Linked DNA regions of Mus musculus: region 2 is linked to region 1. Evidence: chromatin contacts called from public Hi-C data. All regions are on one chromosome and are shown on one strand. The core of a region is the stretch at or near the end of the contact, and the rest is flanking DNA. Distances in the headings are between cores, read along the strand shown.

Evidence for each region. A called contact is a pair of places that touch in the nucleus more often than the background predicts.
Region 2: a Hi-C map of cerebellar granule neurons shows a contact between it and region 1, with 2.4 times the contacts expected there. The contact joins two enhancer-like sites. A contact is called at or near these places in 5 of 484 Hi-C or Micro-C datasets (the HL-1 cell line, cerebellar granule neurons, cerebellum and 1 more).

What each region holds. Positions count from the first base shown.
Region 1 is chr4:81,725,255-81,729,872 of GRCm38.p6, reverse strand. No RefSeq gene overlaps it. Among named protein-coding and RNA genes, the nearest start is that of Gm11412, 16 kb to the left of the region's middle. Within about 2 kb of position 1,967, at least 59 of the 459 cell types and tissues checked have an H3K27ac peak or open chromatin away from gene starts, as enhancers often do. A contact at or near this core is called in cerebellar granule neurons and cerebellum, where this site is marked.
Region 2 is chr4:81,935,697-81,940,314 of GRCm38.p6, reverse strand. It overlaps Gm46886 (a long non-coding RNA gene), which reads right to left. Exons shown (of 2, transcript XR_001784536.1): 2 at 4,167-4,512. Among named protein-coding and RNA genes, the nearest start is that of Gm46886, 3.8 kb to the right of the region's middle. Within about 2 kb of position 2,759, at least 9 of the 459 cell types and tissues checked have an H3K27ac peak or open chromatin away from gene starts, as enhancers often do. A contact at or near this core is called in cerebellar granule neurons and cerebellum, where this site is marked.

The DNA.
Region 1 (4,618 bases), core at 718-3,217:
CAGGTTGGTGATAGAAACTGCCTGGGAAATAAGTACTGTGGCTTACTCCTCTCTACTGATGAAATGTCTTTATTCTATGATTACTTCTAGCAAATGTATTTTAACAGTCACCCTTAGCTCTAGCCTCCTGAATTTCTTCAAACGATTTGTCTTCCAGACATTTGAATAGAAGGGTAATACATTGAGGCAAATTGTTAACCATGAAATCATCTCAACCAGAAATACAAATGTCTAGTGTGATGCCATTTGCCTAAGTCTGAATAAAGCTTAAGTAGCAAGTGATAGCCAGCAGATAACTACTGATTCACAGATTGCCATAAAGACTGCCTTGAGACTAGTAGTTCATGTCCAAGCCCTGTAAATACTCCTTGGCTTCTTGGTTATTTGGTTTTTTGTGTCACAGTTGAATTTAAACTTACAGTAATATATGTTTGCATTCAAAAGGATATTTGTTGTTAAGAGACAAAAACAAAAGAAGAGATTGAACTCAGAGGAAATGAAGGATTTAATGGAGAGAGAGAGAGAGAGAGAGAGAGAGAGAGAGAGAGAGAGAGAGAGAGAGAGAGAGAGAGAGAATTTCAAGTTTCAAGTAGATAGTGAGTGTGCGGTCAGTTAAATGGCATTCCCTGATTTCCCTGCCTTAGTCACCCGATGAGAGACTGCTGAGGCACAAATCCAAAGCAGCATATTGAGATCTGTCAAAAATTCCAAAGAAGGCCAGAGACATGGATCTCTACATAAAGACACTGGCCACCGATTCCTAAGATCTGAGTTCAAACCAGAAATTCATTTGGTGAAATATGAGAATCAACTCCTGCACATTGTCACCCACCCCATATCTCTCTCTGTCTCTCTGTCTCTGTCTCTGTCTCTGTCTCTCTGTCTCTCTGTCTCTCTCTGTCTGTCTGTCTCTCTCTCTCTCTCTCACACACACACACACAAACACACACACCATATACAAACAAATAATTTTTTTTAAAAAGAAACTTATTGTAATCTGGTCTCTACACCTCTAGGACTCTGTAATGCTTCCTTGTAAGAAAACTTTGAGGTTCCAGAATTTGGAAGATATCTTTTAAACATTAGCTAAAATATATTTTCATGGGTTTTTTTGTCACTGGATTTAAAAAAAAACAAAAACAAAACAAAACAGGAAAACGTTAGACAAACATGATAGTGTCTTGTGTTCCAGACAGACTTTCTGGAAAGTTGTGACTTTCACAAATCTAAAACAACAGCAACGAGGAAAAAAAAATAGTAACAATTTCTAGTCTCAAGCCAGGCTCCCTTAGTCAGCTGTCTATTTTTCTTGCCACCCAGATACTAAAGCGTTTGGCACCCGTGGGATCTTAGTATTTGGATCTGGAAGGGAAGCTCTCCCACCCTGGTTTTATCTGTAGACTGGATAAAGGTTTGGGATTTAGCAATAGGCTCTGCAAGCTCAGCTTGTGAAAATCACATTCTTTATCAACTCCCCAGATGGTTTAGATCATTAAAAACACAACAAAACAAAACAAAAGCCCTTCAGAGTGTACACTGTGAAGATATTCTCTAATTTCCAAGAAAAATAAATATATGTGGAATTTCTCACAGATTTCTCACACTTTCTCAGTACACAGCCTGAACCGCTGTGGTGAGTGGGAACTTAAAGCCACCGGGTTTGGTTTTTTTTTTTTTTTTTTTTTTTTTTTTTTTTTTTTAAACTGCAAAGCCTTGTGCTGAATACTTAACTTCCAGCAGCTCCTTTGCCTTTCCAGCTTGTCCGTCAGCCTCCGACTCTCAGTCAGTATTTATCTCTTGGGGGCTTAGCTTTAAACTGAAAAGTGTATGTCTTTATTCAGTGAATTTGGGGCAACGGCCTCTCAGTAAGCAACAAAAACAAAAAGGCTGTTTCAAGTCGAAGAGACTTCAAGAAAGCACCCCACCATCTGCCAAGGCCTGAGAAGGGCGCTGTGGGCCAACCACTCTTTACTGAACAGAAGAAACAGTCCCATCCTTTACATGTTCCGCACATCCTGGATCAAAATATAATGATCCCAGCAAAGAGATGGAGTAAAATGGATGCACCCACAATCAAGGGGTGCATCTATTAGAGGGCCCGACCACTGCTTAGTCGGCCTCATTGACTCTGATGTGGAAGTAAAACTGGGGGGCAGACGAAAGTGGGGCTGGAGGGAGAAGGGGGTCTTTCTAAGCGGGCATGCACCAGTGGGTAATGGCTGGCATTTGCAGAGCTGCATGGCAGGGGAGCTTTCAGCGGTTTGCCACTGCCAGCTGATGTCTCTGGCAACATCAGTGCCAAGAAGCCAAAAATGAAGCAGGTGCAGGGGCAGAGGAACTGAGTGCGGGGGGACGAGAGGGGGGTTTCAGAACAGAACTTCTGTTGTTAAAAAATTGCTTGCCTTCATTATAACCGAAACAATGGTTCACTTTGACTCCGGTAACATTTTCAGTCCGCTGGAGTCCTGCACACACACTTAAGACAAGCCTCTTACATTTATGCACAGGACTAAGAGACTGTTTTGTTTGTCACTTTCCAAAGCTGTGGATTGTCTGTGAGCCTGCTGAAGTCCTCTGAGAGCAGCTTTCCTTGCAAAGCCAGGAGCGTCTGCTTTGGAAAGTACCCCTTCCTCCCCTCCCTCTCAGAGTGCCCCCTCTTCAGAAACTCCCACTTCTACAGAACCAGGGCCTGGGAACAGGGGGCTGCTCCTGAACTCTGGGCACATCTTTGCCGGGCACTGTGGCCAGCCAGCTCAGCACACTCAACACCTAGATGCTGCTTTCTGATGAGAAAACAGAAGGACACAGTGTTGCTCGCAATTTACATTTCTCTCAAAAGCTCTGTGTGCCAGCAACATTATTCCCCAAGCCCCGGCACAAATGACAGCAGGGAAAAGACAATGGGTGAGCAAACTGGAAAAGGACTAGTGGTTCAGAATCAGGGACCAACAGAGGGCAGGAAGGAAGGCGTGCCACCCGCACATTAAAACTCCAGGATAAAGCCCTGAGCCATCTGCTGCCTGTTGCCCTGGCTCTACCGCTCCTGGCGTGGACATCAGTGGCCACCTCCCATGCTGCAGAATGCTAAAGCCCTGTCTCACTAAGATAGGACAAAACCTGACTGCAATAGGCTTCCTGCCCCTACCCGGAGAAGCTCAGAGCCTGAGAAAAGGGTGATATGGATGATCTGTTGGGTGAAAATGCACTTGGAGCTTTTTTATAGATACCAATGCAGTGGGAGAAATAGAAAGTTTGGGTTTTTTTGTACTATTTGAGAAGACACAGAAATGGCAACGCTGGCCTCCCAGCCAGATGTTCTGTGTGAACTACAAAGAGTTTAATTTATCACAAGAATTTTTAGCATTATTTGATATGGATTGAATTATGTATAGTAGCCCCTTGGAGCTAGGTTTGCTTCATCAGCAGTAATTGTGGATGATTGACTATCATTCTGTCTTTCCCAAATCACATGGATAGGATATCCTGTCCATGGGCTACTACCCATAATTCAATCCATATCATAGAATATAGAAGCCTATAAAGCCCAGAACAGAGTTGAAAGCCTGAAGATAAATATGCTCAGTTAGACACCAGAAGCAGAAGCTGGGAAACAGAACCACCTTCTTAAGGAAAGCAAGGGTTTCCTCTGAGTCTGAACGAGTGTCAAACACTGACCTTAAGCAACAGTAATCTACAAATCTGAGACATCTCAGGGAAACCAGGGCGAGGCAGAACAGCACAATCTCGACAGAGCTGTGAAACAGCATTCCAGAAAAATAAGCAGAGACAGCTAGAGATGTAGAGCACAGATCCCTCTGAAGATTGAAACCAGCAGAGGTCAAAGAGAAAGAGACTTTTCACCTATAGCGTGTGGACATTTCACATTTCAGTGTGTGAGGATTTGAGATAAATAAGCTCAACTTTTGTACGGAAACTGGAAAAATCTCTTTCAAAACCTTAATTGCACTTATATAGAGGAATTTATTTATTGACAACTACTTAACACTTGTTGTGGTTGTGCTTAAACATTAAAATATAAAGCAAAGTGAGAGCAACACGTATCAGTGGGTATAAGGATAAATATTCAGAATACAGCTAGACTTTATATTAGTTTAGGAAAATGTCAATAGGTCTTTTACAGGATACTGGACCTCCCTAGCCATGGCTAGTTGGCTAGATTTAAGTACTAGCAATGAATCCCTGTGTGGTGGTTTAAATAGATACAGCCCCATAGATTCATGTGTTTGAACGCATGGCCATGGGGAGTGACATGATTAGGAGGTATGACCTTGTTAGAAGAAGTGTGTCACTATCAAAGGGGGACTTTGAGGTCATAAATCCTCAACCTTTACCCAGTGTGGAACACAATTTGCTTCTGTTGCTTCTGAATAAGATGTAGAACTCAGGGCCCTTCTAGCACCATGTGTGCCTGCATCCTGCTATGATTTTCTCCATGATGATAATGATGGTCTAAACCTCTGAAACTGTAAGACAGCACCAATTAAATGTTTTCCTTTGTAAAATTTGATTTGGTCATGGTGTCTCTTTACAACCATAGAACCCAAACTAAGACAGAAGTTGTTACCAGGGACTGGCATATTTCTGTGATAGGCTGACT
Region 2 (4,618 bases), core at 1,510-4,009, 210 kb before region 1:
GCCTAGTCAACTCTCCAAGCCATGTAACCACAGCGAGAGTCTATGACAGCTGTTCCTTTGGATTAGCAGCAGCCATCTCCCTCTAAAGCAAGAGTTCTGCCCCATGTTCCTTGTCATGCAGTCAGAAAGCTCTTCAGCAACACTGACATTTGTAGGAGGACTGTACTCATTTAGTTTCTGCAGCCTACCCAGAGGGTGCTGTCATAGTTTTCTGCAGAGAAACTGCCACACCGCTGAGGTCCTTGTCCAGGGTCACACTGTGCAACAAGCTTAGAGTAGAACTGGCATCAGTGGAGTGAGCCTGTTCTCTGTTTGGTTCACTGGCTCATCGTGGAGGCCTTTGGAGACAGAAGCAAGAAAATTGTATTGCCAGACAGTAGCCAGAGAATTCTGAGGCAGGTGGTAACCTGTTCTGTTAGAGGTAGGCAGCTTCATGCAGGAGAGTTGGCCCTTGTTGCCTTCTGGAACAAAGAACAAAGACCACACCTAGTAACTGGTTCTTGCCAGTCTGTGTCTTCACTTCTATTTTTTTTTCCTTTAAAAATTTTAAGGTACACGTAAACTGTTTCCCATTGCCATCATTGCTGAAGGAATGGGAGAGCCTGCGATCTCATGGCCAAGTATGGAAACCGGTTCAACTTTTCTTGTCAGACATTTGACAACATCCTCCTGAGGCTTGTGTGCACGAACTGCACTTCAGACACATACTTTAAATAACTGAGATGGGCGTGCAGATTTGTGCATGAGATGTGTGCACTGAGTATCTCTTTTCCTAGCAGAGCTCAGAAGCAATTCAAGTATATGGCAGTGGTAAGATAATTAAACAAAGTTGGTTGAAATTGCAGAATGGAACTCTATGCAGCCACCGAAAACAATGAAGCAACATAGGAGTTGTAGAACTCCAGCCCACGATCCAAGTTAGTCCACTACCTTTATTTGAAGTGAATTTAATGGGAGCCTGACTATGTCTACTCGTTGGCACATTGTCCAACTTTTTGAGTACAACAGCAAAAGTGATAGAATTACCTGATTGGCTTTTGTGTTTCTTCTATCATCCCTTTACTCTTTGTTTGGATCTTGCCATTGTGCCTGGAATATTATGGAATTGTATTCACTGCCATGGTCTTAAAGGCTGCAATATCAGTGCTTATTTAAAAGGCTCAAATAATATATCAACCAACAGTTTGATCTTAACTGAAGAATATGGATTTCTCATTGGTCATTCACCTAGACAGCTCCAAACATCTAAGCCATCCTGGGGGGAGCAGAGCTTGTTCTCCACAATGTTGACATCCTCTCTATGCTTTGTGTCCTGTGAATATAGAAAGAAAGTCACAGAGGACAAGCAGGGTGGAGACTGACAAAAGGGTCCAAACTTGACTGACAGTGTCTTAAGGAGCCCTCACAAGTTCACTAATGTTGAGGGAAATGTATTTGCTTTTATCGATTCATTCAGAAAACTTTGGCTGGTGTTTTCATGGCATTCAGTAATTTTCATACAAGTACATGTAGTTCACTTTGAGCACATTCCCCAAGCTCCGTGCCTTTCTGTCTCACTCTGGTGTTTAGTTGCCAAGGTCGAAACACAATAGCTACCTATGACAGTTCTCTTTGCTCCAGATGCTGCCTCATAGGTTTTCCTGTGGTCCTCCACATAGCTTGTCCAGAGGCCCCACACTCCCATAAGAAATGCCTTGTTAGGGAGAAATCAAATGGTCTCAACTTCCTTCCCTCAGTGTCCTTACAGGAAATATTCTTGCAGCCCTCATCTGGGCATCGCTAGGTTGGCTGATGGCTCCCATGAGCAAGAAGTCTTTCCTGTTTCTCTTGCTAGACAACCATGGATGGCTCATTTCTGCCTTTGAATTTTCCAAATGGTTATGGATTGCTGGAAAACTCTTACACATTCTTTTGAGGCCTAAGGTTTCAGGAAAATGGTCATCCCTTGCATAGAGCGAGGTTGTATCTCTCTCTATCTCCTCCGAGAAGGAGTGAGTTGGTGCAAACACAAGAGACCACTTCCAAACAAGGTTTCTGGGGGAAAATTCTCACCTTTCTGTTCCTTGCACATGAGCCAGCAACTCAGGACTCCTCCAGTGTGCTTCTTTCTAATTCTTAATTTAATGGACTATCTTACTTCTTTTTAACTATTTTCCATTTAAAATTAGCATATATTACATATGTGGTTTAAAAAAATGTAAAATTCTGTTGGTTTTTAAATGTCTTCTTTAAATCTTTTTTGTTGTTCTTAGTATTCCTGTCTATAAAATGGGCAAGAGCACATAACATGTTTCCTCACCACAGGACAGCTGTTGGTGTGTTTGGTTGAAAATGCAAGGCCCATTATAAAAGAAATACTCAGAAACATGAGCTCCTTCACTTCCTTCATGTTTTATAGCACTCTTTTTTTTTTCCTGGTGGATATAAAGAGCAGCATCAACTGAGATTAAATTCCTCCAACTTAATTCTTGCTTCCAACTCTAGCTAATTACTTGAACAGCACTAGCAAAGAAAAGCTGACACAAGAAACTGGACAAGGTCTGTGTCTCCAGTGCTCTGAGGAGAGAGCAATAAGTAAGGTGTTCTGCACAGCTCAATAATTTGCACCACAGGAAAGCCGTACTTCCAAGGGCAGGCAATATGTCTGCAGCATCCTCCTGGAGGAAGAAGGGCCAGGAGCTCATCTTTATGGCTTGAGGCTTGAAAGCTGCTTAACTGGGCGGAACGCCACCTCCTTGCCATCAAAGCTGTCCACCTGGCAGTGAATCTCAATGAGACAGCTGACTGGCTCAGCGTACAAGTTGCCTTGCCAAGGGGATGAGAACGTAACCAGAAGGTCTTTCAGGAAATCTGTTTAGGATGTGGGGGATGAAGAGGAAGAGAAGGATCAATCCTTCCCTTGTGTGAGGTGAAGGAGAAGGAGTCCTGCCTGCCTGCTCTTTGCTACACAAACCAGTTGGAGCTTTGCAGAGCCCTTTGCTCACTCAGTCCTAAATTCTGGTTGGCTCTTATTTTAGAGTCCAGCAGTAGTGTCAAGCAGTAAGTGCCATTCCTTTGAAAATACAATATGGATGCTGGCTCAATTCAAAGAATGAAGGTAAGAAGGGACTTGAAAATCATTCTCATTAGGCTGGTTGTCATGCTGAATACAAGAATTCCCAGCACTCTGGAGAATGAATTAAAAGGATCGTGACTTCTCATACATCAAGGAATACATAGCAAGTACCTGTCTTAAAAATACAAAACAAGTAAATGAACAGAAAACTATATTTGTGAGACAATTACAAATACAAACAAGAATCTTATAGTAAAGACACAAAGCTATTATTGTTAGACTGCTAGCTTACAAAAAATTGAAGTTAGAAAATATAGTGAATTGTTTCTCTTCTCCAAATGTTTAGAATTATTAACCAAATCATTAAGAAAACTTCTAATTTTACAATACTTGCTATATGCCAGTTACCAGATTCACCACTTCATGCAAATGCTTGCTTTTACCCACTGGCCTTGAGAATTTACAGGTAGGTATTCTCCATCTCTAGTCAAAACAAAACAAAACCAGGCAACTTTTATAAGCTGCCCCTAAACATACAGTTATCGAGAAACCCAAGATACGACCCCTCTTTTCTCCTACCCCAGAATTTTATCTCTTAGTCTGCAAACATTTGTGATCAAAGCTCTTTATAACATATTGAACATTGGGGCTGAAGAAAGAGTACTGAGAATACACACTAAGGAGAATACACACACTCTGTGTCTGTACCCTGAATTCTGGTGCTAGAAGCGGCAAAGATGACAAAGAATAAAATCTGAGCATAATCTTCAAAAATTCAATAGCTATAAGTTATGACAAAACAGTGCTTCCTTTTGGTATAGCAATGGTGGAAAATACTCATTTTATTCAAACAATATATATTATATATGTTATATATAGCATAAATGTATATAATTTACCCCCCCCCCCATTAGTTTGAAATTGAAGGAATGAAATTCAGAAACAATGTTAAAACAAAAGGAAAGAGTACGAAACTTGTGGGTTGAATCTCTAAAGGCAAGAGGTACTCAATCTAAGTCATTCAGAAACGCTATTTTCAGATAGCTTGATATATCAGAGGGTGGGTGAAGATAAAGTCCTAGGCTATTTCAGAAGATGCTCATGTAGGTTATCATGTGACAAGTGACTTTATTCATTGCTCAGAAAATACAGGACAAAAACGGCTCAAGGAAGGAGGGGTTTACTTTGAGTGGCATTTGAATGGTGATTCATCATGGCGACAGGAGATGGAGGTAGCTGGTCTCATTGCTTCTGTAGTCAGAAGGAGAAGCAGACGAATGCTGGGGTTACGCTTTTATTCTTTTATTATTCAGGATGGGATGATACAATGGTGTCCTTCAAATATCAGGTGAGTCTTCCCATCAGGGTAAGCTAATCTGTAAGCTCTCTCCCAGACACACCTTCTGATTTGTCTCCTAGATGACTCTAGATCTTGTTACTTAGGCAATTTCTAGATCCTGTTAGGGAGACAAGCAGCATTAGGCACCACGGAAGTCATAAAGTGAAGTTCTGTTTTTCTGTGTGTGAATATAGGCAGTAGAACTTAGTTTTGCTACGAAGATG